4 separate regions of the Mus musculus genome follow, and regions 1, 2 and 3 are each linked to region 4. The links are chromatin contacts, called in public Hi-C and HiChIP or PLAC-seq maps. All regions are on one chromosome and are shown on one strand. Each heading gives the region's core, a stretch centred on a gene start, on an enhancer-like site or on the middle of the called end of the contact. The rest is flanking DNA. Distances are from core to core; before and after follow the strand shown.

The links. Hi-C and Micro-C count contacts between places; a contact is called where the count stands out from the background. HiChIP or PLAC-seq counts read pairs in DNA pulled down with a chosen protein or histone mark.
Region 1: a Hi-C map of the G1E-ER4 cell line shows a contact between it and region 4, with 4 times the contacts expected there. The contact joins two enhancer-like sites. A contact is called at or near these places in 5 of 15 datasets of contacts at CTCF or cohesin (CD8 T cells, the G1E-ER4 cell line, the NIH/3T3 cell line and 2 more), 65 of 484 Hi-C or Micro-C datasets (the AtT-20 cell line, B cells, the C10 cell line and 33 more), 11 of 115 datasets of contacts at active chromatin or transcription factors (the 230-238 cell line, CD8 T cells, the HPC-7 cell line and 8 more) and 1 of 9 other capture datasets (liver).
Region 2: a Hi-C map of bone marrow-derived macrophages shows a contact between it and region 4, with 42 read pairs. The contact joins two enhancer-like sites. A contact is called at or near these places in 1 of 15 datasets of contacts at CTCF or cohesin (the NIH/3T3 cell line), 6 of 484 Hi-C or Micro-C datasets (CD4 T cells, Th1 cells, bone marrow-derived macrophages and 1 more), 11 of 115 datasets of contacts at active chromatin or transcription factors (the 230-238 cell line, CD8 T cells, bone marrow-derived macrophages and 8 more) and 2 of 9 other capture datasets (adipose tissue and liver).
Region 3: a contact with region 4 is called in an H3K27ac HiChIP or PLAC-seq map of regulatory T cells, with 7 times the contacts expected there. The contact joins two enhancer-like sites. A contact is called at or near these places in 3 of 15 datasets of contacts at CTCF or cohesin (CD8 T cells, the NIH/3T3 cell line and large pre-B cells), 2 of 484 Hi-C or Micro-C datasets (bone marrow-derived macrophages and cortical neurons) and 15 of 115 datasets of contacts at active chromatin or transcription factors (CD8 T cells, the NIH/3T3 cell line, bone marrow-derived dendritic cells and 10 more).

The regions. Positions count from the first base shown.
Region 1 is chr10:39,433,897-39,436,596 of GRCm38.p6, forward strand. All of the region lies in intron 2 of Fyn (Fyn proto-oncogene), which reads left to right. Among named protein-coding and RNA genes, the nearest start is that of Fyn, 65 kb to the left of the region's middle. Within about 2 kb of position 1,280, at least 56 of the 459 cell types and tissues checked have an H3K27ac peak or open chromatin away from gene starts, as enhancers often do. A contact at or near this core is called in CD8 T cells, the G1E-ER4 cell line, Th2 cells and 1 more, where this site is marked.
Region 2 is chr10:39,412,082-39,414,783 of GRCm38.p6, forward strand. The region is part of intron 2 of Fyn (Fyn proto-oncogene); the gene reads left to right. Among named protein-coding and RNA genes, the nearest start is that of Fyn, 44 kb to the left of the region's middle. Within about 2 kb of position 1,405, at least 95 of the 459 cell types and tissues checked have an H3K27ac peak or open chromatin away from gene starts, as enhancers often do. A contact at or near this core is called in CD8 T cells, adipose tissue and bone marrow-derived macrophages, where this site is marked.
Region 3 is chr10:39,483,341-39,486,274 of GRCm38.p6, forward strand. The region is part of intron 3 of Fyn (Fyn proto-oncogene); the gene reads left to right. Among named protein-coding and RNA genes, the nearest start is that of Gm40627, 110 kb to the right of the region's middle. Within about 2 kb of position 1,436, at least 50 of the 459 cell types and tissues checked have an H3K27ac peak or open chromatin away from gene starts, as enhancers often do. A contact at or near this core is called in CD8 T cells and regulatory T cells, where this site is marked.
Region 4 is chr10:39,238,751-39,241,450 of GRCm38.p6, forward strand. No RefSeq gene overlaps it. Among named protein-coding and RNA genes, the nearest start is that of Gm31562, 4.7 kb to the right of the region's middle. Within about 2 kb of position 1,376, at least 74 of the 459 cell types and tissues checked have an H3K27ac peak or open chromatin away from gene starts, as enhancers often do. A contact at or near this core is called in CD8 T cells, the G1E-ER4 cell line, Th2 cells and 3 more, where this site is marked.

The DNA of each region.
Region 1 (2,700 bases), core at 30-2,529, 200 kb after region 4:
CTATTTTGCAATGTAATGCTGACTTTAAGTCTCTTCCCTTGGGACTTTGGTGGAGTCCTTTGGCTAGTGGGTGGCTGTCCGAGTTTGCTTTCTGTTGCTGTAATGAGCACCATGACAAAAAGCAACCTGGGAGTAAAGGGTTTGTGTCACCTTACACCTTACAGTATAGCATGACGCGAAGACAGGCAAGGGGCCCACACAGAGGCTGCGGAGGAGTGCTGCAGACTGGCTTTGCTTCATCACTCGCTCAGCCCACTCTCGTATGCAGTCCATCTCGGGATGACTCCACCCAGTAAGCTGGGCCCTGCCATATCAATCAGTAATCAAGAAAATCCCTATAACCCAGTATAATGGAGGCATTTTCTGTTGAGGCTCCTTCCCAGATGACCCTAGTTAGTGTCACATTAACAAGAAACAAACTAGTATATTTGTAGATATTAGGGAAAAGGGTCATCTTTGATGGGAGGTAGTGGAGACAGGTTCTTCTAGGGGGTGGAGCTGGACTTAAAACACCTGACCCTGTAGGACATGCTGTAGTGTCGAAGGCACTTCCACTGCTTAGCTTTCTGTCCCGTCGAGACTTGCTGGCTTTGGAGAGCCTGAGGTGGCTTTCAAGGGTTCCTGGAATGGTTTGTTGTTTGTTTGTTTGATTGATTGATTGATTGATTGATTGATTGATTTACCACAGTACCTGGAATCACTGGAATGCACAGTTGTTCTCTGTGGCTCCAAGTAGCCCAAGCAAGAGTGTGGCTCCAAGTAGCCCAAGCAAGAGTGGGCAGTGGGGCCTTGAGTTGTGCACAGTCTGGATTAGATGTTAAGAGTCCCTCCGACTTGCACTGGAGTCTTAGAGTGCAGCCATATACTGGGGCAGTGGGAGACCAGTTTATAAGTCAGTAGAAACTTCTTACTTAGTCTAAGCCTCCGTGTGTGTGTGTGTGTGTGTGTGTGTGTGTGTGTGTGTGTGTTTTCCATCCCCTAAAGTGCTGTTGTGAACTCGGGAAAGAAAGGAAGCTGTTAGAAAAGCAGAACTGTAGAAGAATCTAGAGAGCCAACCCATGAGCAGCGCCAGCCCCCTCTTCTCTTGCCCCCGCCCCAGCTTTCCTTTCACACAGCCTACATTTGTTTTTCCACTTAAGTATTTAGAAGGTTTGTAATCCGATCATTTAAATTTGTGGTTATAAATGACCTTTTCTTTAGGAAAAAAAAAAAAAGAGGCAGTTGGTTCAGAGAGGGTGGCTGAGTCATTCAGCAGTGAGTGACACTGTGAGTTGACTCACAGTGGGCACCAGGGTAAGGGGCTGTGGCTGAAAGGGTGGCGGTAGACATCTGGATGGAAAAGGGTTAAGCAGACACTGCAGACCCTTGTTCCTCAGGCTCAGAAGGTGAGCCAGTGCTGGTCTAAGTGTAGGTAAAGACCAGTGGGTGGAGCAGCCTACCAGCAGCAGCAGCAGCAGCAGCAGCAGCAGCGTGAGTCACGTGTGGATTGCCAGATGCAGCAGAAGCATAAGGATGCCCAGTTGAGTTTGGATTTGAGATGCACAGTGAAGCTGGGTAATCAGGGCACACACCTTTAATTCCAGCACCTGGGAGGCAGAGGCAGTCTGGTCCAGGGCTACACAGAGAAAAACCCCGTCTTGAAAAACAAAAAGAGAAACCAAGTATTGGACTGTAATTCTTACCATAGCTTATCAGTACATCCAGCTAATAACTGTGGCTTACATAACATCAGGGACTATCAGAGATACGCATTGAATCATTTTGAATATAATTTTGTCCCAAACTGTGCATCTGAATTCGAGTTTGGCCTCATGTTCTGATTTTACTCAGTGATATTTCTGCTTGGCTGTGCCCCTAACATTTGGACAGCTCTGTGACACTTTCACAGAGTAATGACAAGGCCGGGAGGAAGGGATTGTGGTTGAGAGCCTCTTAGTTGGTGGGAAAATTAATGTTCCAAGCTTTCCCCACGGAGAAGACACTGTACGACCAAACTGCTGGCTTTGTCACAGGTGCTGTCTCAGTTGGCAGAAGGTCCTCAGAGGCCTCCTCAGATGAACGCGGCCTGACAAATTCCTGGAGGTTCTTCTACTTAGGATGAAGGCCGAGAGCCAGCTTGCCTACTACTCTCTTGTTTTTATAAGGGAACTGAGGACTCCTGAAGCAGTGCTAAGGAAACCTCAGATGGAGGCCGCTGAGGTCTTTCAGTGCTGTGACTGGATTCTTAGTGACTCTCAACTGTCCGTACAGTCAGGCAGCAGAGCTGCTTTGTGGACACAGCCCTGATTTTTGTTACTGTTAAGTTCTGCATAGGTAGCCCTTTGTTGCCAGTTAACAAAGACTGGGCACCAGATAGTTACAGGGATGTCACTCATGACAGTGGGTGTAGTATGAGACATGTCGTGTGTTTCCCGAGCATAGATACTCAGTAGCAGGAAAGTGAAACTTCAGAGTGTGTGTGTGGCCCCTTTCTGGGTTCTCTATTTTGGGGTCTGTGATGTAACTTCTTGGGCTTTTAATTTCTCAGAAATGAAATGTTCTTATAAAGTTTATTTAGTTTACACTAGCAGCTTTTGAAACAAACTAATTTGAAGATGAGGAGACACCAATGAAATCAGTAGAAGTCAGTAACTGTATCCACTGCAGTATTCCTTCAGGGACTTGGCATAAGCTGATCCTTCTCTGTACTCTCTTTATGTA
Region 2 (2,702 bases), core at 155-2,654, 170 kb after region 4:
CGCAATGCTACTTTGATACAGGCCTTCAACTTCTGTCTTAATCTGTCCCAGTCTCCTGTACCTGCCCCCATCCCTAAACAACTCCTGTTCACAGCCTCATCTAGTTATGCACTGCCAGCCGAGTCCTTCCTGTGTGTGGTATCTTGCTTCCCTCCTCCTTGTGATCATTGGTGGGTCTGCTTCTGTCCACAGCAGGTGCAGAACTCTCTCACTTCCCACCAGGAAGTTTCCCCTAGGTTTCCTCCAGGAACTCGCACTACATCTCTCCCTGCACTGCTGACTCAGCACTGCTGACTCATTGCTGGACTGAAAGGGTCTCTAGGCAGATTGCCAGTCTGTGGCCGTGCTTGGGTATCTCACAAATGTCCTTGAGCTCTGCAGGAGATGGTTCCAAGCATCCTTGTCGCTGTGGAGGTCTGTAGTTCTCTTCACTCAGCAGTTATCCTATGCTGTCTGGATCCATTGGAATCTGTACAGTTTCGAAATACTTAGAGATTTGAGAGGGAGCAGTACCAAGAGATTAGAAGAAAGACCCAGGCGGCCCTGCATGGGCAATGTCCTCTCTGTCCTCTCCTGATTCTGCCTGTGAGGAGTAAGTGACCTCCTCTTGGCTAACTAGGGAATACAGATACTTCCGTTTGTTCTCCCTTTTAGCACCCAGCCAGGCACAGGGTCCACCCCTTAACACCTGAGGAAGGAGTTGGGCAGGTACCCACGACTTGTCTGTGTCAGTATTTCACAGACACATGTAGCTGGGAGTAACCTTTGAGATTATCTCCTCTGACTACTTCATTTTGACAGCAGAAAAAGCTATGGTCAGAGTGGGCACATGACCTGTCTGACCTCAGACAGCAGTGACATCAGCAAGCCCTTAGCGTCAGCTTTCAGGCTCCTACTCTCCTCGTTTGCCATAACGCAAATGCACAGGTCACGGCTTCCCAGTCTGACGCTCTGCCCACTGATAACCGATGGCTGCTTAGAAGATTGGGTGGAGGGGCTCACTTCTGCTTTCAGTTGACAGCGACATCTTAGATAGCTTTTGGTATACTTCAGGGTTTTTTTTGTGTATGTAGTTTCTTTTAAAACTAGATTTTGCTATTAGTCCACGAGATAAGTCACGCCGGACGTGATCTTGTGTATCAGGTGAGGGGTTGTCGGCTAGTGAGGGATGCAGCTGATATTTTCTAGCCGTTTTCCTGCAGCATCTCATTCTTACAGTGAGTTCTGAAGCACACGGGTCCCTGGAGACGTCTGTGAACTGATGCATTTCCGGTCTTGAGCATTCCTGCCGCATGAAGCATTTGAAGGCTCTGAGAGTTCATACTGAAAGAACACCATCTAATGTATTTGTTTTAGGTGAATACACATGATAGGAAACTTTTCAGTGACGCAGCCATGACATTTCACCTTGCAAAGCTGAAACTGTTCCACCAAGACAGTAACTTCCTCTTCTTCCCATTTCCCAGCCCCTGACAGCAGACATTCTGTTCTCTCTTTGTATTTATTCTGATTCTAAGTACCTCATTTAAGTGTATCTAAGTGTAGTATTTACACACTTCACAGCATGGTGCCTAGGACACACAGAGAGGAAGGGAGAGCCAAAGGTATAATACATTCCTAGTAGCTTGCTTCCTCTCCAAGCAGGCCTAAGTTCCTAAAATTTCTGAAACCTCACAAAACAGTAACACCAGCTGGAGTCTAGGTGGTCAAAACATGATAATACAGTAACTTTTTAAAATATTTGAGAATCCACAGTTGTTTAACATGTTTTATATCCAGGCCTCTGAAATTCACTTGGACACAGAATTATCTTTCCCATGATACATGCAGAATATGGTATCTTGAAAAACCTCAGGAAGCTTAGTTAAAATATATATATATATATATATATATATATATATATATATATATATATATATATATATATATATATATACATACATACATACACATACATACATACACTTATTTCAGAGGTCAGAGCTGGAGGAGAAAGGCTAGGGATCTGGGTCATGATGCTCTTGGCCTGAGTATAAGATCAACATAGTCCCAGAAACTGTGATGAGAGGAGCTCAAAGACAGCACAGCTACCTGTGTCAGGAAAGACCAGGGCTCTGAGCACAGTATGGGGAAGGTGGGCCCCATGGTACTGGTTTTACCTTGCTCTCCACTGGTGACCCCTATCATCTCAGGCCAGGGGAGCGAGAGGCTGAGCCCTCCTGCCTGTGAGAACAGGGCTTGGGTAGCTTGGTGAGGAGGGGCTTTCAGCTTCAGCTCTACTGTTTGCTCATTACCCCAAAGAAGGAAGAATGTTGTCTAGCCAGGTCCCTTGCAGGGCTTGCTGTTGTAACTCCCTCCAATTGCCCTGCTGTGTAAGTCTAAATAGCTGAGGAGTAAATGGGAACACTGTCATTGGGCAGGCCAGTCCTCCCCTGCTTTGTCTTTCACAGACCTCAAGTGTGGCCATGCTTGGTCTTTAGGGTAAGCTCAAGAAGTCCCAGTCTCTGTTGACCTGGCAGCAGGGATGGAAAGACTCAGCACACAGAGTCTAGTGTTGTCAGTTCTCCACACCCTAAAGCAACAGTTGTAGGGACACCCAAGAGAAGACAGACTGCTGTCTCTGTGATAGCCTTATAAAGCTGCATTTGGTGTCGATAAGGATTCGAAAAACTATGATGAGGACCCAGCACCCCAAAGTGTCT
Region 3 (2,934 bases), core at 186-2,685, 240 kb after region 4:
CTGGCCAGCGCAGAACCATATGTGGGTTTGTCTGCTCTGGAGTTGTGTTCCTCTCCTGGGGAACATCTCACTGTGGATGGCTCACAAACCTGCAACTTAGGCTGATGTCGTCTGTCATGGAGTCTCTATACCAGTTGCTGTCCCAGGGACAAGATGCAAACTAAAGCACTGGTAGACTCACGATTTCTTACTGCTGTGGTAAATACCTGACAAAGAGGTCACTGAAGGAAGGCTTCTCCTGGCTCACAGTTTGATGAGACACAGTCCTTCATGGGGGGAGGGGCAGTTGACATTGCATGATGGCTGGCGCATTCAACAGCTACTTAGATTATTTTTGTTATTTATTATTATTGTTGTTGTTTACAGTTAGGAAGCAGAGTGCTCATATCCAGCCTACTTCCTCCTTCTCTTAGGGACCTCAGCCCATGGGGAGGATGCCACTCACCCACCCACATTCAGACTGTGTCTTCCTTCTTCATTTAAGCCCTTCAGGAAGGGCTTTCATTAAACACTGAAAAGTGTGTTTTCAAGGTGATTTTTAAATATTGTCAAATTGACAATGAAGATTAATCTTTGAAACAGGTGAGGGGGTAGTTTTAAATTTCCTACTGGCTACATTGGAAAAGCAAAAAGAAATACAACGGTAATGTTGGTATAAGTTTTATTTAAGTCTGCACATTTAAAACATCATTTTTATAAATAATGACATTTTAAATTTTATTGTTATTTTTATATCCCTTGTCCATGTTAAGTTTTTACAGTTCGCTCATGTACTTCACAGTTATATTTCAGGTTGTACCAGCCATGTTTGGTTAATGCCAATTTAGTATATTAGACAGTGCAGCTCTGTATAGCCGATCAAACCCAAACTGTCTACCCAGACAAAGGCCCTTATCCTTTGAAATATAAATGTCTCTCAATGCCAGCTCATGTTCCTTTGGATTTTTATTCTTAATATGCCACAGTTGTCTCCTGGAAGCCAAGCTGGGGAAGCCAAATGAGAGCAATATGAAGTGAGAACAGTTCGTGGAAACCCAGCCCTCTCCTGCTTAGAAGGGGAAATATCTGATATATGAGTCCATGAAATAACCCCATGAAATTCTGCATTTCCTTAATGTCACACGTCCCCTTAGCAGCTGCAGCTGCTTCCTGTGAAGTGTTCAAATGGCTTTCATTTACGAGATGCCTTGCACGAAGCTGCCTATCAGAGTGATTATACATTCCAGAGCCTCCTCCTGTCAGTCTAATTAGCAATCTTCTGAGAAATAATTGTTCAGCTTTAACTTAGCTCTCCACAGTGGCATCTCTCACTTTGACCTAATTACCAAATGTAATGTTAAAATGTATAAGGAGAGAGATCAAAGAGGGAAGCCGTTGGTGTTCTGTTTGTTCATGCTTGGTCTTCGCCTCTCCCTGCCGGCCACCTCCTTCATGGCACTGCAGAAAGGCTGTGTGGAGGACGGTAATGAAAGGGGACGCCCAGGCTGTTCATTCTGCTCATCTTTGAGAGCTGAGAAGGAAACTTTTAAAAGCACAGTATCAGGCCTATAAGTGATGCTCAGCAAATATTAAGCTGCTTTGGAACACTAGAGAGCTAACAGTGCATCTAGTCTCAGAAGCAGAAAGGATGCCTCAGGACTTCTTACGGGACGCTAGCCACATGGTTCTCAGAATCCAGTTGGGCTCAGCTCAGCACTCTGTGATGTGTGTCTTCAGCACGGGAGTGTGAAACACCATCATTCCCCAAGAGTGGTGGGCGTGTTGGAGTTAACATGACTGCTCAGTTTACAGCACAAGCAGTGGGTAGTGTGAGAGGGAAGAGCCAACCGACCCAAATAATGTACTCCAAATCAGCAGGACACCAGTATCCAGCTTTTGTGTAAAATCCTGGCAGCAGGGCAGACAGTGAGCTGCTGGGTGTCAGTGCGAGTGTTTTAAACAGAGTAAAGTATCTCTAGGTTAATTAAGACTGAGCATCAGCTGCCACCTCTCTCTGACTTTGCCCCCTGACTGTGCTGTTCTGTGAGCCCTTTTTGGCTGGAGCTCCTGGGTGTTCGTAAGGCTTCAGTGTCTTGTCTCTTGGTTGAACATACATGAAGTAATCAAACGGTTACTGGCATGAGTGTGGTGGTTCTCTGAAAGGAAACCTACAAATTCTTCAGTGCCTTTTAATCATCTCCTTTCTTGGCTGGACAGTCTTAGCCTACCTCCCATGGAGTCACTCAGATAAGGGAGCGCATCTCGAGCCTGCACAAGCCTCTGTAGGCACAGTTCTAAACTTCTAGTTTATGCATATGAGTGTTCTGCCTGCAGTGTGTCTGTGTACCATGTTCATGCCTGGTGCCTGCAGAGGCCAGGAGACAGTACACGATGCCCTGAAACTGGAGTTAAAGATGGTTGTAACCCACCTTGTGGGTACTGGGAACGAAACCTGGTCTCCAAAAGAGCAACAAATACTCTTAATCTCAAGCCATCTTCCCAAACTCACATTTTAAATTCGTTACACAAGTATTTTAGTTAACTAAATGATCTGTGTGACCCCCCAACTACACAAGTAAGTTGACATCTTTCTCTTAAGACCCATTTTCCATCTGTTTATGTGATCCAGACTTAGAGCACTAAGACAAAGGGAGCGTGTGCCCTAATTTACTGAAGTTTAGCCTCAGTTGCCTTTAGAGGATTCTGAGGGCACCGGTTAACGTGGAGGACAGCCAATGGTTTCGTTGGGACTCATACATACCATTGTCTTTTCTGTTGTGTCTTTTGCTCTGCTGTGAGTTAGTGGTTATTACATGATTGACAGAAATTTGGTGGGGGAGGGGAAAGAAAGCCTGCCAAAAAATAGTAGATCATTTTTTAAGCAACAAACTGCTGACATGAATAAATCAATGGAAATTACCACAGTACTCAGGAATAATAAACTATCTCAGGAAT
Region 4 (2,700 bases), core at 126-2,625:
CTGTGTTAGTGTTTGTCCAAGTCTTTGTAGGTCAAGGTTGAGGGCTTGTCAAGAAGAGAGCCCGGAGGAGCCAGCCTGGAGTTGAGCCAAGAATCGAGTCTTTGTCAGAACAACAGTCGCTGCCGAATAGGAAGGAGTAAAGTATCCATGTAATGTATGTTTTATTTCTGACAGGTAACTTTTCATCACGCCGTGAGCTTGTGTGAGCAGTGGTGGTATGGGCTGGTTGTCCCTGAGAGCCATGGCTTTGAGCAAATGCCTAAGCCTTGTTCAAAGTATGAGGAAAGCCCAGGGGACAGGAAGTTTGTCACACACAGCTTAAAGCTACAGGAAGGCACACAGCACCTCCATTTTGAAACTTAGTTTAAAAGGCTGTTTCAAGCCCCAGCCCAGTGATCACAGCATCCACATATCAAGACTGTGTTGGCTTTAAACGTCTCTAAATTTATTCTATTATCTATGCTCTCATGCCCCAGACCTCAGACTCCTGTTCCCATCACAAATCTGTGAGGTCACAGGCCAGGAGCTGTGATTTCAGCCTTTCTCCAGTAGAATTCTCCCAGCTCCTGACAAAGTCAGAGGTCACTCTCTGCCCCCATTTTTCCTTGGGAATGAATACCATCGACAGAGCTAACTCGGCCTGGAGAGCAGACCCTGGAATATTAGGTGTGGGTGAGGCTGAGATCAGAGCTATAGAACAGGAAGAAACCTACACTAGCCACCTGCTGTTATGTGGAAGAGGTAGGGTCACGGAGAGGATTTTGTTTTCAAAGGCAACATACAGCCTCATATGGGAAAAGGGATGGCAGCCCAAGGAAGAAGCCATAATGAACTAGGGTGAACAGGCACTCTATTCCCCTATGGAGAATAGCCTTCCCAATAGCTCTCTGGGATGGCCCTGATCTTCTATCTTCCAGTGCCATGATGATTCATATCCCCCACACGCACACACCCACGCGCACATTCACGCACATATACACATGCACAATCACACTAAGAGAAGTTGATGACTATGATATCTTTGAGCCAAGCAGGAGAGCCTTTAAAAATCAAAGCCAGTGACAGGTTTGAAGGAAGGGGCAGGGGAGGCAATGTGTCGAGTATCACCTCCAAGAGTGAGTGGTGCAGATGAGGAGAACTCTTCAGACCTGGATCCCGGACTTCTCTACCAGGGAAAACAATGGGAAAGTGCCTCCTTTGTTCCTTTGGAATTCGATCAGGATTCCCATTTCATTGTGTAGTCTTTGCCAAATGCAAATTCTAAGATACCCACTAGAGGTCGCTGTTCGTTACAATCAAACCCGGCTCCCCCGTTGGGCGGGGAAGCCCGAGCCGCGTGGTCTTCACTGCAAAGCAATCTGCAGACTTCAGTGAAAGAAAATCAGCTCCCTCACTCCCCAGGGTAGGTTCGTGCTGCCTGCAAGGACATTGCTTTTCATCACAGAAGTCAAAAGAAGATACAGCAAATCATCAAAGAATGTTTTCAACACCCCCCACCCCCGCACAGTTTGACTTTTCAACGGGTTCCAATGCCTCCCCCACTGCCCTATTGTATCATTTCTTCCCAGACGACCATCAAACAATCAGACCCGAGTAGAAGCCAAGCTGAAATACTAACTATATGTTTGTTGATCGCCACTACTACCCCACACCACTGGGGCTTATTTCTTTCTCTGCTGGGCTATACCCAGAGTATAAAATAACCAAGAAACACGAGGAGACAGCAGCAGTAAAGACCCTTAGTACCTGCAGCTTCTCTCAATGGTTAGAGCTCTGAAGGTGAAGAACGAGAGTGTAGTCAAAGCTGTTATCAATGTACCAGGGCACTGCCCGGCTGCCTCCTAGTCTATCCGAGTAGGCCCTGAGAAGCTGACCACTCTCCAGTAGAAGGCCACATGTGCAAGCATATTTGGGCAGCACAAATTGGTTATCAGAGATTTTTAAGAAACAAAAACAAAACAAGACAAAACACGCACAAAGTTGGGTGGACGGAAAAGAGAATGGACCAGAGAAAAGTTGGGCAAGTGAGGTAAATAAAATCAAAACATGTCCAAAAAAACTAATGAACATTTTAAAAATGAAGTTATCTATCTTTATAAAATTACACAAGAATTAAGTAAGTGCATAGCACTTTGCATAGCATTGTAGTAGGCACTTTATATTTTTAAATTTTATTTCTACTCAAGTTGGCCTGGACAGGGGAGAGACTGGATATAGGGAGCAGTCAGGGACTATTTTCCCGCTGCCCCTCAAAACCGGAATGGACCTGAGCAACACGCACAAGACAGGCAGAAGGAAGGATGGCCAAGTGTGCAGCTCCTAGAAGAGCTTTGAAACAGCACCACTGGTCTGAGCCCAGAGCTCTCTGGACCACACTCCATCTTTCTCTCCACTTAAGACTGCAGTGCTGTGTTAATGTCCTCTCGGAATACAAGTGGGATGGCTTCCAAACCACTTGGATGCCTGTATTGGCATCACATTGGTGTCAATGGCCTGTGAAAGCCAGTTCCGAAGGCTCGGGTGAGCAAGGGGGCTGCTTCTAGACCAGTGGCTCTCAACCTCCCTAATGTGGGACCCTTTAGTACTCATGCTGCGGTGACCCCCAACTGAAAGATTATTTTTGTCACTACTTCACAACTATAATTTTGCTACTTTTATGCATTGTAATGTAAATATTTGTGTTTTCTGATGGTCTTCGGT